2 separate regions of the Anas platyrhynchos genome follow, and region 2 is linked to region 1. The links are chromatin contacts, called in public Hi-C maps. All regions are on one chromosome and are shown on one strand. Each heading gives the region's core, a stretch centred on a gene start, on an enhancer-like site or on the middle of the called end of the contact. The rest is flanking DNA. Distances are from core to core; before and after follow the strand shown.

Evidence for each region. A called contact is a pair of places that touch in the nucleus more often than the background predicts.
Region 2: a Hi-C map of subcutaneous adipose tissue shows a contact between it and region 1, with 1.6 times the contacts expected there. The contact joins the promoter of BTBD6 here to the promoter of HSPA2 in region 1. A contact is called at or near these places in 2 of 8 Hi-C or Micro-C datasets (skeletal muscle and subcutaneous adipose tissue).

What each region holds. Positions count from the first base shown.
Region 1 is chr5:7,900,799-7,907,329 of IASCAAS_PekinDuck_T2T, reverse strand. HSPA2 (heat shock protein family A (Hsp70) member 2) reads right to left here and starts at 5,227. Exons shown (of 1, transcript NM_001310775.1): 1 at 2,730-5,227. The coding sequence starts at 4,951. The coding sequence ends at 3,047.
Region 2 is chr5:8,027,982-8,035,167 of IASCAAS_PekinDuck_T2T, reverse strand. BTBD6 (BTB domain containing 6) reads left to right here and starts at 3,576. Exons shown (of 5, transcript XM_027459578.3): 1 at 3,576-3,927; 2 at 4,257-4,548; 3 at 4,669-4,759; 4 at 5,068-5,186; 5 at 5,430-6,817. The coding sequence starts at 4,346. The coding sequence ends at 6,462. It overlaps BRF1 (BRF1 general transcription factor IIIB subunit), which reads right to left. Exons shown (of 19, transcript XM_021274541.4): 7 at 619-768.

The DNA.
Region 1 (6,531 bases), core at 3,978-6,477:
TTTTAATTTGGGTGATTAAATTCTCCAGTATTAAGGCTACGGGTGTTCCTCTATATAAAATAAAGCCATTCATATAAACCTGATCAGCAAATACAAGGAGCCATCAGAAGTTAATGCTGTAGTTACACAAAGTGCTACGAAGTTATAGCCACTTTATAACCTTCCCATGGGCTTGGTCTTTGCACAGCCCTATTTAAGAATAAGCAAAATTCAGAAAGGCAAAGCCACAGTTCTGGCAAAAGGAGGAGGCTTTCCCTGCGAGTCAGGACAGTGCCGAGGATGAGGCACGCTGAGTGTGGAAGCAATGAAACTGCAGATTTTAGACCAGATTATTTTCCTGGCGTTGGCAAACTCATTTCAAATGCGCAACTACTCCACAGAACTACCTGTACAGATCAAATTGTCCCATCTGCGAACGAGGAGAAGCATTTCCCCCTCTCACACCTACTTTGCTTCTTTAAGAAACCAGGTGGAAAAAATATACCCACTGGAGTCAGTGGGGAGTCACCACCAACTTCAGCAGGAAAAGTTTATCTCTGCAGTAAGTTCAATACACTGAAAACCAACCCAAAGTTATTCTTTGTTTTATAAACCAAGTAGACCAATGCGAGGAATTCGGCTCTGAGCTCTTCAAGTTTTCTGCCTCTTGCATTTTGGGGAGCTGTTTACATTTTTGAAAGGTTACTTTGTGCCTTGAGACTTCCAATCTTTCCAGTTGTGCATGCAAGCAGAAGTTCCTCATCCTTAAAATGTGCCCCACAATCTGTCTGGGTTAAAAAGTATCCCTTTCTCAGAAAAAAAAAAAAAAAGAAAAAAAAAAGCCCACAATTACTCCAGAATTACTCCAGCTTTAGCCTGTGCATGTCCTTGGCTGCTTGGGTGCTTTAACTCCCAGTGTCTGCAGAGGTGCCTTGCTCCCCTGGTCCCTGTCCCCGCACCAAAATGCAGCCACCAGCACAGAGCAGCAGTGACCGAGGTGAGCGAAAGGACAGGTGACAAACAACCTGCTGCCTGCATTTAGCCAAATGAGCTCTGCGATACACTTAAATAGACGCTTGGGAAAAACAACAAGAAATTGTATTTAATAACCGGGGAGCGACACTGAAGAACGCACACCGAGAGCTGGAGAGCAAAGGAAACTACGTGGCGAGGACAATTACAAGTCAGCCAACAGAAAAAATAGTTAACCTTAATTTACAGCGACCATGGGTGCTACCTGACCCTTATCGGCGCCCCGTAGCAGTTAGGAAGCAGGCATCTGATGAAATATTACAGTTCACGGTAACAACTTGCTTCTTGCAGACGACCTATTGCTATTCATAAATGTATTTCTCTATTAGCTCCTGGGAAAAAATAATCAAAAAGCCACGGTGGCTTCTACATTCTCGGGGTTTTGTATTTGCTACAGTCTGGACATCCAGGGGTTGATTGCCAGGAAAATGCTGCGTACCTAAACATCAGAAACACCCCGCCTGATTACAGCCTTCCCAGATTTTGCTTAAGCAGTCAGCAGGTGCTTAAGTTGCAGTAATTGACTTTTCGAGTCCTACTGTGATTGTACTACCATTTACATATGAACCGTTCAATAAACTTTAAGTGGTTTTGAGTAATTTAAGCCAACAGCTGATCAAACAAGCTTTTTACAAGGCTGGCATTCCAGTAGCGACTGTAACCCCTCTCTGCAGCCACGCGATAGTGCGCAGCAACCAGCAGCCTGCGCTTGGCAAGCCAGCCGAGAGAAATCCACCTTGTAAACCAGCCTTTTACATCTCCACCAGTATTAAACACCACGCGAGTTTATTTTAGCCTGCCCTCTTCCAACAAAACATCCCACAGAGGTGTTTTCTCCACCACCTACAAGCTCAGGGGATTCAAGCCCGGAAAGCTGCTGGAGCTGCAGTGGGCGCAGCGCCTGCCCCGCTCACCCAAACAAGAGCGAGCCTGAGCCTGCTGATTTCCTGCAACTGCCCGCTGCCGAGCAGTTTTTTCCCTTAAAGGACAAGGCAGCCCGAAATGTGCGTGTCATCAGGCCCTTCCACTACAGCTGATTAGCTCTCGGCTCCTCTGACTCCAAACACTGCTGTTTTGCTTTCTGAAACAGAGCAAGAGCTCCAGAGGCTGTTTGGAGGAGAGCCGGGCGAGTTTAACTACTACAGGATTTGCCTATTCTATCGGCTTCGGCAGCCGGACTCATTATTCAGCATTTACCGTGCTCAGGATCCTTGGCAGCCGTACTTTCGATCAACTTAGAGGAAAAACACTTTCAGTACAAAAAAATAAAATAGAAGCTCAGCGTGCACGCAAGCAACCCAGGAATAACTCAGCAGGCTGTATAGCCAGCCATACACTGCCAAGCTCAGCTATCCCCAGAGCAGATCTGTCTAATTGTGCTCATTCCCATGCCGCTCCTTTCGGGGGCACTTGCACGATAAAGGGCCCTGTGCCCCACACCCCACAGCTGGGGGGAGTCCAGCCCAAGCCCCCCCGCCAGCCTGAAGCAAGCTCAGCTCCCCAGGGAGGGGACGAGCCCGCCCAGGAGCTCTGTGCCTGTGAGGAAAGGCACCCCCGGGGCTCCCCGTCACCACCCCAGCCCCGCTCAGGGGGTTGGGGGCACCCACCCACCCCACCGCCCCCCACCCACAAAATGAAGGAAGCTAGATTTATGCTTTAAATACATTTTATTTATTACCAAAATTTCCAGAAGTTCGGCATTTCTCATCTTCCATAAAGTTTTTTTTTTTCCCCATGCATAACTTGAAACTTGTCAACTGCAACAGTTGCGTGGTTACTTTAGAAGAGACACTTAAACAGAGACAAACATCCAGAATACAAGTAGCTGTATCTGAATTAACAAAACTTCTCTATTACTAACCTTATAAAGCAGGACGTGCCTTCCCTTTTATCAAAACCAAGCTGATAGATCTGCCTTTATACACACCCAACAGAATAAACTCTGTTATTGGCAATGACGTTTTTCTTAAACGTTAGAAAAATATAAAGCAAAGAATGGAGTGACTGTCCATAAACCAGTCTGTGCTCAGTCCTTTTAATCTACTTCTTCGATGGTCGGGCCACCGGATCCACCTGCCCCAGCTCCTCCAGCTCCCTGGTACAATTTTGTGACGATCGGGTTGCAGAGTTTCTCCAGCTCTTTCTGCTTGTGCTCGTACTCTTCTTTCTCAGCCATCTGGTTGCGATCGAGCCAAGAGATCACCTCCCGGCACTTGTCGAGCACTTTCTGCTTGTCCTGGTCACTGATCTTTCCCTTCAGTTTATCATCCTCCACCGTCTGCTTCATGTTGTAAGTGTAGGACTCGAGCGAGTTCTTGGCTCCCACCCGATCTCTGTTGGCTTCATCCTCTGCTTTGTATTTCTCTGCTTCTTGCACCATACGGTCAATGTCATCCTTGCTGAGGCGACCCTTGTCGTTGGTGATGGTTATCTTGTTCTCCTTACCCGTGCTCTTGTCTACCGCACTGACGTTCAGGATACCATTGGCATCTATGTCGAAAGTAACCTCGATCTGGGGGACCCCACGGGGCGCTGGGGGGATGCCTGTCAGATCAAACTTGCCCAGCAAGTTGTTGTCCTTGGTCATGGCCCTCTCACCCTCGTACACCTGGACCAGGACACTGCTCTGGTTGTCTGAGTAGGTGGTGAAGGTCTGCGTTTGTTTGGTGGGAATGGTGGTGTTACGCTTGATGAGGGCGGTCATCACCCCGCCGGCTGTCTCGATGCCCAGGGACAGGGGGGTGACATCCAGCAGGAGCAGATCCTGCACGTTCTCGGACTTGTCTCCCATGAGGATAGCCGCTTGCACGGCCGCACCGTAAGCAACAGCCTCATCAGGATTGATGCTCTTGTTGAGCTCTTTGCCATTGAAGAAGTCCTGTAGTAGTTTCTGGATCTTGGGGATACGGGTGGAACCTCCAACCAGCACGATCTCCTGGATCTGGCCCTTGTCTAGCTTGGCATCACGCAGGGCCTTTTCTACAGGCTCCAGGGTGCCACGGAAGAGGTCGGCATTGAGCTCCTCAAAGCGGGCACGAGTAATGGAAGTGTAGAAGTCAATGCCCTCGTACAGGGAGTCGATCTCAATGCTAGCTTGCGTGGAAGAGCTGAGAGTGCGCTTCGCCCTCTCGCAAGCCGTACGCAGTCGCCTCACCGCACGCTTATTGCCAGCAATGTCACGCTTGTGCTTACGCTTGAATTCTTCCACAAAGTGGTTCACCATGCGGTTGTCAAAGTCCTCCCCCCCCAGGTGGGTGTCCCCAGCTGTGGACTTCACCTCAAAGATGCCATCCTCAATGGTAAGGATGGAAACATCAAAAGTGCCCCCTCCCAAGTCAAAGATGAGCACGTTCTTCTCGCCAGCCTGAGTACCTTTCTTGTCCAAGCCGTAGGCTATCGCAGCTGCTGTGGGCTCGTTGATAATACGCATCACGTTCAGGCCGGTGATGGTGCCAGCATCTTTGGTGGCCTGGCGCTGGGAGTCATTGAAGTAAGCAGGCACCGTGATGACAGCGTTCTGCACCTTGCGCCCCAGATAGGCCTCAGCAATCTCCTTCATCTTGGTAAGCACCATGGAGCTGATCTCCTCGGGGAAGAAGGTCTTCATCTCGCCCTTGTACTCCACCTGCACCTTGGGCTTGCCACCCTCGTTCACCACGCGGAAGGGCCAGTGCTTCATGTCCGACTGCACGGTGGGGTCATCGTACTTGCGGCCGATGAGGCGCTTGGCATCAAAGATGGTGTTGGTGGGGTTCATCGCCACCTGGTTCTTGGCGGCGTCGCCGATGAGCCGCTCGGTATCGGTGAAGGCCACGTAGCTGGGCGTGGTGCGGTTGCCCTGGTCGTTGGCGATGATCTCCACTTTGCCATGCTGGAAGACGCCCACACACGAGTACGTGGTGCCCAGGTCGATGCCGATCGCCGGCCCTTTGCCAGACATGACGGCGGCTTTCTGCGATCAGCTGCTCGTTGGCTCCCGGTCACGTCCCCGCCACCCGCTCCCGCTGCCTGCCGCGGCGCGTTCTGCCGTTACCGCGCCGCCCGCGCCCCTTTTATAGCCCGCTCAGCCTCCTTCTGGAACCTGCCAGAACGCCGCGGACCAATCCAGAAGCCTGCCTGCCGCGACCGACCAATCACCGCCGCGTCTCCACGAGCAGCGCCCGCCCCCTGCCTCCTAGCCAATCAGCAGCGCTCCGCCCCTCCTCTAGCCACGCCCCTCGGGGCGGCCGGCGGCCTTCTTCCTGTTGTTTCTCGATCCCTCTCGCTTGGCAGCGTGCGCCACGGCCGCGGGCCAATCACAGCGCGCGCTCCCCGCTGGCCCCGCCCCCCCCCGCGCCCGAAACTCTGCTAGAAAGTTCCACTGGACGCTGGGCGCAAGGGCCGGGGGATTGACGTCAGCGCTGTCCAATGGGAAGCGGGCAGGAGGGCCGGGGGGCGGGGCGTGGTCGCTACGCAACTCGCGCCGCGCTGCCAAGGGGCTGGGCACGCGCCCCCCCCCCTCAGAGTCACCCCGAGCCCCTGAGGGGCGCCAGGGGTGGGAGGAGGAGGGGGGGGGGGCAACGGGGCAGCGGCCCCCCCACAGCGCTTATAATTCCTGAAAGTTCCGTCAAACGCCGCGTGTCACCTCCCAGCGGCCGCCTGGTGGCGAATTTACCCTTATTTGGTCGCAAGGCGGCAGTTTTGCCCCCCTCACCCCCCCGTCTCCCCTCACGCCGCCAGCCCGCCCCCGTCTCGTCAGCGAGCTGAGGCGCCCCCCCCATACACCCCCCCCCCCCCCCGCCTCTTGGCCGCTGCTGAGGTGAATTCTCCTCAGCGCTCGGCTCGTTCCCTCTATGGCAGAGCGGCCGTCCCGATTTTTAGGCGATTTTTAGCCTTATTTCGGCTGAATTTGGCGAGCTGACAGACGGCCGAGCTGCCCGCCGCCCCGAGCAGCCCTGCCCGCGGGGCGCTGCCACCTCCTCGCTGTCCCCTCTGGAAAAAAAAAAAAAAGGAGCAGCGTGGGCGGCTGGAGGGGAGCCCTGTTGCTGCCTGCTGGCCATTCTTGAAACGCCTCCAAATTTTTGTCTGTTGTGCTAATGTTAAAATGCCGTCACGCCTACATTTAGCAAAGGCTTGGGGGGGTTGGAGGGGGGGGGGCTGTTAACTCGCAGTGAGGCGAGGGCTTTGATGAGAAGGCATTAAACGTGAAAATCTGCCGTGGTGGCTCCGAGTTATTCCTCCTGAGTTTGAGACAAACACTTCAAGATATTCCAATTATAGTCAGGAGAGCAAAATGCCGCGCTGAGATCGCTCTTCCCGTGCGCGAGTTGTGGATTGCTGCTTCAAAAGAGCAGCCGAAAGTCTGCTACACGCAGAGTTTTGTGTTACGTGAAGGAAGGATTAAACACAGTGTATGTTTAAATCATCTGTCGTGAATGTTGTCCCCAGCCTTCAGCATTATGTTATAGCAGCCCTCGTAGAAAATGTTACAGCTTTTGCCAGCATGGCTTGTGCTTGTGCAGTTATTACACCCTCTCAGAA
Region 2 (7,186 bases), core at 2,327-4,826, 130 kb before region 1:
GTATCATCTCATAATCCTGGGTTCCCTGTGGTTTGTGCACTATTTCTCATTCAAGCATGCACGTTTAAGATCTTTCAAAGAAAAGCGAGGGCATACATGAACTGTGTGTGTGACTATATGCACTCTTCATCAGTCTGACCTCACTGGCTGGTACTCACTGCCTTTTAGCTTAGCCCTCCCAAGCCAGCAGATTTTTTATAAGCATCATGCTGGCAATGAATCTCGGAAAAAGCTGAAGAAGGAGAGGAAAACAATTTCACAGATTAGGTCAGAGAGGGCATTTCTTGCATAAGAATCAGCGTGAAGACACAAAACAAAGTGCTTGCACTCGTGATGCGGTTTTAGCTGACAAAAACCTAGAGCTTGCAGAGAGTGGGGGAGAGAGGAGCACCAGAAAGAAGGCTAAAAAAACCCAAAATGCAAGAGGCGAGGGATCTGAGCAAATAATGTAGGGGCAAAAATGATGAAATGCTGTCTAAGCTGTATGTGCCTGACAGGGCAAAACCCAGAGAATATGGGATCACCTAGAAAATGAAGAAGCCTGCATGCATTCCCAGCTGGCAGACCCTCCTGTGCATCCTGCTGGGGTCGAAGCAGCGCGTCCAGCATTTCGCCTACCTGCTCCGCAGAGCCCGGACGGCCTGCGGCCGGTGTGCATCCAGTCTCGCTTCATCCTCTGCAGCAGCCTGAGAGCCGTCATGGACACCTCGTGGTTCTTATCCCCGAACTCAAGCATATGTGCAAAACGAGGAATGTATAAACACGGATCTGAAATAGAAGGTAACAAGATTACTTCTAGTCCCGAACCTTGATTTATGAACCACAAAACTTGAACGGCAGCACCGTGGGGCTGTCATGGTCAGCTTGCTTCACATCTCAGAAAACAACTGGAAAGCAGCACAGACTAAGCTTTTGAAACACCTTTTCACTACGGGTACAGCTAAAACAAAATCCTTTCTTGCTTTGCAGACAAGAGGCTTTTAAAGCACCACACCATGTTTTCCTTACGTGCTTTTCAGGGTTCAAAGCTCCACATGCTGCATGTATTCAGGCGTACCCTCCGTCGGCACAAATTGCTGGAACCCAATTAACGTCAGCAGCACTATGACAATTTACATCAGCCGTGGATCTGCCTCGTGATGTATAAACTTATTTCAAGTGCTGGTGTTATCAGCTTCAAACTAACCGAAATCTGTCAGTTCGGATTGTGCTTTGCCTAAACCAATTTATAATTTATCAAACGATCTTGTAAATGCTACGCTTAACACATGTTTACTCTTATTTGAGGTATCAATTTCTCATTTCCTGCCAGCCTTTTATCACTTGACCGAAAATCCATGATGTACGGTAAATTGTTAACTATTAGCCTCAACTCAATTTCCTTAGCTGATCCCCTATGTGGGCACTTAAACTGATAAAGATGAAAACCCAGCTCAGATCGCTGCGCCAGGCTTCGAGATTTACAATTAATCAAAGCGGTTTCATTTAGCACCGAGTTCTGACAATGATACCCTGTTGCTCTCCGTAATTACCACGATCACAACGAACGTGATTACGCCTGTCAGTCCTACAGAGGCACGTGAAGGAAAGCGTTGCACTCAGCGAGCAAAAGCTTCCAACCGCATCTCCCTCAAAACTTCAGAAACGCCCAAGTGCAGCCGGCTCCTAAACATGATGACAAAAACCAAGGGATTGACCAATTCCTGTGATTTTTTTTAGGGCTCCGTACTTCCAACTATCCGTGCGGTGTGCTAGTAGATCCCTACCACGTTTAGGTGCTCGTTGCAAGTAGACTGCCTGGGAGAACAGCTGAGGAAAACCCAATTTTAAGCACTTTCTTGCATAAATGCCTATTGGCACAACTACAGATTGTTACAAAAGTATGGCTTCTAAAACTAACAGAAACCATCAATCCCAAAACAGGAGAAGAAGCGCTTCCAGGAGCAATGGGTGCCTGGCACCCAAAGACCCCCAAGCTGCCTGTTTTGGGGCAGGGACCAGGCTCCTGCTGAGGACAAGGATTGCAGTGGGGGCTCCTCGACCCCCTCTGGGATCGGGGAGCAGCGAGGCCCATCCGCGTAGTGGCTGCTCTGAGGTCTTTGCCAGCGTTCGTGCCCACGGGTCATTTGACCAAACATTACACGTCGTTAATTCCAGTTCTGAAAGCTCCCAGTCAGAAAATGAGCACAGGGATGGTTTTTAAGCAAAAAGCCATAAAGAGGCCGTAAATGGCCAGGATGCAAAGCTACCAATACCTAAATCAAACACGGGGCCAAAGTTAACAGGACCATCTCCTGCACGGACTGACAAATAAAAATGAATAAACGCTTTTTAAGATGCTGCTAAACCCAAGGAGGGCGAACGAACCCTTTTGGGGTTCGACCCCAGCGGCAGCAGCCCAGCACCGCGCTGTGCCCCCAGGAGGAGCCCCCCGTCCCCAGGGGTCTGCTCCTTGCCCAGGGACTGCTGCTTCGCCTGGGGCACAGCTGGCTTTCTACGATGGGGGCTGTGATGCAAACGGGTTTATTTATTTTATTTTATTTTGTTTTGTTTTGTTTTGTTTTTAAGGGGAGGCGCTGCTCCCTATCCCAGCTCCAACTTGGATGCACAGAAGTAGCAGGGAGAGTGAAAACCCCCAGTGAAGGATTTAAGACAGCCTCCCCCAGCAGTAATGGGGCTGCAGGGCAGGGGGGAGAGAGGAGGGGGCACTGTGAGGGCCTAGGGGTGATGAAATAATCGATGTGGGAAAAATAATGGGGGAAAGAAATAAAGGGGAAAGAAATAACAGGGAAAGAAATAAAGGGGGGGGGGAGTAGGAGGGGAATAAAGAAGGGAAAATAAAGAGGGGGAATAAAGGGGGAAAAACAGGGAGAAAAATAAAGGGGGAAATAAAGGATGGGGATAAAGGGGGGGGAATAAAAGGGTGAAATATAAAGGGGAAATAAAGGGAGAAAAAGAAGGGGGAAAAAAAGGGGGAAAGTAAAGAAGGGGGAGTTAAGGGGGGAAAGTAAAGGGGGCAAAAAGGGGGAGAAAGGATAAAGGGGAAAAAGTGGAGGGGAAAAAGTTAAATGGGGAAAAACTAAAGGGGGCGAAATTAAAATAAAAATTAAAGTGGGAAACCGGGGTGTGGGGGCAGCACCCGTCAGATAGGGTCTGGGAGGAGGCCCTGGGCTCCCCCCCAGTTATCCCATATCCCATATCCCATCCCATCCCATATCCCATATCCCATCCCATATCCCATCCCATCCCATCCCATCCCCATCCCCTCCCCTCCCGCCCCCCCCTCCCCAGCGCGGGGCAGCGGCGCCCCCGCCCGGTGCTGCCGGGAAGGGCGGCGGGAAGGGGCGGGGGCGGTTCGGCCGCGCTCGGCTCCGCTCGGCTCCGTTCGGCTCCGCTCGGCTCCGCTCGGCGCTGCGCACGGCCCCGGCCGCTCTGCGCCCCCAGGCGGGCGTCGGAGATTGAGGAGGGGCGGGAGGAGGAGGAGAAGGAGGAGGAGGAGGGGGGGGGGCGGCTCCCCCCGCCTCTCCTGATTGGCTGATTGGCGGTGACGCGCGGCGCGGCGCTGCCTCTTAGGGCGGGAGGCGGAGGCAGGGCCCGGCAGAGCCGAGCGGAGCCGAAGGGAGCCGAGCGCGGCCGAGCCGCGTCCCGACAGCGCCGTGAGGGGAGCGCCCAGGGGGCAGCGACGCCCCCGCGGCTGGGGCCAGGAGGAGGAGGAGGAAACTTGGTGCGGGGCAGCCCGGAGCCAGCCCCCGGAGCCAGCCCCAGCGCCGCGGATGTGCCCCACGAGCAGCAGCCGCCGCCGGGCGGGGAAGGACGGAGCCGGGCGCTGGGGAGCCGGCGGGGGGCTGTAGCGGCTGGAGGACCCGGGGACTGAGGCTCGCCCCTCAACGCTGCGCCTGCTCTGCTGGATCTGTGGCTTTTTTGGTGGTGTGTGCTTGGGTTTTTTTCCCTATTTTTACTATTTTTTTTTATATATATTTTTTTTTATTTTTTTTTTTCCTCGGGGGAAGGAGCTGCCGGCCAGCCCCGCTCGCTGCAGTCGTGGCGGTGCCGAGGCTGGGCAGCCCCCCTTGGAGCCAAGGAGGAAAAAAAGGAAAAAAATAAAAATTAAAAAAGAGAAAGAGGCCGCCCCGCACCTAGAAGCGAACCGCGGGACCTGCGTTGGGATCTGTTAGTTCTCTTGCTCATGCCACTGCCCCATGGGTGCCTCAATGGCAGGATCATGAAGTGTTTGACTTTTTTTCTTCTGCTTCCAGAGACCTTAAAGAAGTCCAAAAAGAGCGCGAGGCCAAACGGCAAGGTGCCAGGATGCTATGAGATAGTGCCCCTGGCCCTGAAGAGGAAGATGGCTGCAGAACTTTACCCTGCCAGCGCCAACACCAACATCGCCAACAGCAACGCCGCCGCCACCGCTGCCAACAGCAAGAAGAACGCGCTGCAGCTCCAGCAGAGCGCCCAGCCGCCCCCGCCGCCACAGCTCCAGAACCTCAACAACAACAACTTGGAGAGCGCCAACTGGCAGTCCTTCCACCCCACGCTGCGCGAGAGGTAAGGGACGAGCGACAAGGGACGAGCGACCCCGCCACCGGGCTGGCTGGGGGTTTCGGGGGGGGAGATGGGGGCACTGAGCGGCCTCTCCACACCTCCCTCCCTTCCCCTCGCTTGCAGGAACGCGCTGATGTTCAATAACGAACTCATGGCTGACGTCCACTTCATCGTGGGCCCGCCAGGGGCATCCAAGAAAGTTCCTGCCCATAAGGTTTGTGCAGAGCATTATTTTTGTTTTTTCCCCCCCCCCCCTGCTTTTTGTGATAGTGCTGAGCATCCCCCCTTCTTACCCCAACTCCCAAACAACTCAATTCAATTTTTTTCTCTTAATTATCCCTCCTGCCTAATCCCAGAAGTAATTGGCATATATGGCAGTTAAAGGGAACTGTCTAAGGCGGGCGCCTGCCTCAGCTGCAGCTTTTAACTTTCCCTAAGTGTAGCTCTTATCAAGAGCCAGCACGCTCAGTCATCACAGACGCACGGTACTGAGGCTTCTCTCCCTCCCTCTCTATTTTCCAGTACGTTTTGGCAGTCGGTAGCTCTGTCTTCTACGCTATGTTTTATGGTGATCTCGCAGAGGTCAAATCTGAAATCCATATACCAGATGTGGAACCTGCAGCCTTTCTAATCCTATTAAAGTAAGTGGCCACTACAAGTTACTAATTACGTGGACAGAATCAAAGTAGCTTAAACTATACATCTACCTCCTAATTGGCATTGTGCAATATGCACATATTACTGTTTACTTCATGTGCTGACAAATACCGAGTGTCAGACTCGCTGCCAGCAAAGATGACTACAGATGAGTTTTTCTTTTTTTTCTCATGGGCTATACATACATCTATTTTTCCCTTAAGAAACTTCTTTTTTCCCCCCTCTAGATACATGTATAGTGATGAAATAGACCTGGAAGCTGACACAGTTCTGGCTACGCTGTATGCTGCCAAGAAGTACATCGTGCCAGCCCTAGCAAAGGCTTGCGTCAATTTTCTGGAGACTAGTTTAGAGGCGAAGAACGCTTGCGTTCTGCTGTCTCAGAGCAGGCTCTTTGAGGAGCCAGAGCTGACACAGCGCTGCTGGGAGGTGATTGATGCTCAAGCAGAAATGGCACTGAAGTCAGAAGGCTTCTGTGAGATAGATCAACAGACGCTAGAGATCATTGTAACCCGGGAGGCGCTCAACACCAAGGAAGTGGTAGTTTTCGAGGCCGTTCTCAACTGGGCAGAGGCTGAATGCAAAAGGCAAGGGCTGCCGGTTACGCCACGCAACAAGAGGAATGTATTAGGAAAAGCGCTGTACTTGGTGCGGATTCCCACTATGACTCTGGAAGAGTTTGCCAACGGAGCTGCCCAGTCCGACATCCTCACCCTTGAGGAAACTCACAACATATTCCTATGGTACACGGCTGCCAACAAACCCAAACTTGAGTTTCCCCTGACGAAAAGGAAAGGACTCGTACCTCAGCGATGCCATCGATTTCAGTCGTCCGCGTACCGCAGTAACCAGTGGAGGTACAGAGGGCGGTGTGACAGTATTCAGTTTGCCGTAGACAAACGGATATTTATAGCAGGACTGGGATTGTATGGGTCAAGTTGCGGCAAAGCTGAATACAGCGTCAAAATCGAACTGAAGCGCTTAGGAGTTGTCCTTGCTCAAAATCTGACAAAGTTTACCTCCGACGGGTCCAGTAATACTTTCTCTGTGTGGTTTGAACACCCTGTGCAGGTTGAGCAGGACACGTTTTACAATGTAAGTGCTATTCTCGACGGCAATGAACTCAGTTACTTCGGGCAAGAGGGAATGACTGAAGTGCAGTGTGGAAAAGTGACATTCCAGTTCCAGTGCTCCTCGGACAGTACCAATGGAACTGGAGTACAAGGAGGACAGATACCTGAGCTCATTTTCTATGCATGATGCATTTCACCTTGATTGTATTCCGATACTGCAACAATGCACATTAAGGGATTTTCCAATTTTACTACGAAACTGTACAGCAGTATGGAATGTTATGCTACTTACCTATCTGCTACATCAGCCTATACAAATAAGTGAAGGAATGCTCTCGAATTTAATCTTATTTTATTTATTCATAAGCTATTTGACTTAATTAAGACTGCAACAAGCAGAAAAATGTTAAATTTCGCACGTACTGTGCATTTATTTTGTATATAGATAACTAACTTGCAGACTGCAGCTGACTTAAACAGAATGTTCTAAACTAGAGCAGTTTATGAATCTGTGAAATATAAAACCTTTTTACTTGCCCTAACTCCTGTGTACTTGATTGTTACTGATCCTATGGCTTGTGTCTGTTAATTCAACTACAGTTGATAATGCCATTGCCCCTTACATGTGGGGGTGTATCCCTGCCCCTATGAAGGCTCCCTTGCCTGCTGAGACTATCCAGCAGGCAGCTTTTACTTGCTTTTATTTTCTTTCACAGGGAAGCTGATATAGAAGCTTAGAGGTGTTTTGTGTGTTGCCTAAGTTAACACAGACAAAACTTGAGTGTATCTAATGCCAATTAATATCACCCTGTAGTTATACTTGAAAGCTTATAGCGTCTGTTCACAACATGCTCTTGGCATCATCTGCATTAACCTCCAGCCTGCCCAGCAAACAGCAGCGCTGATGCCTG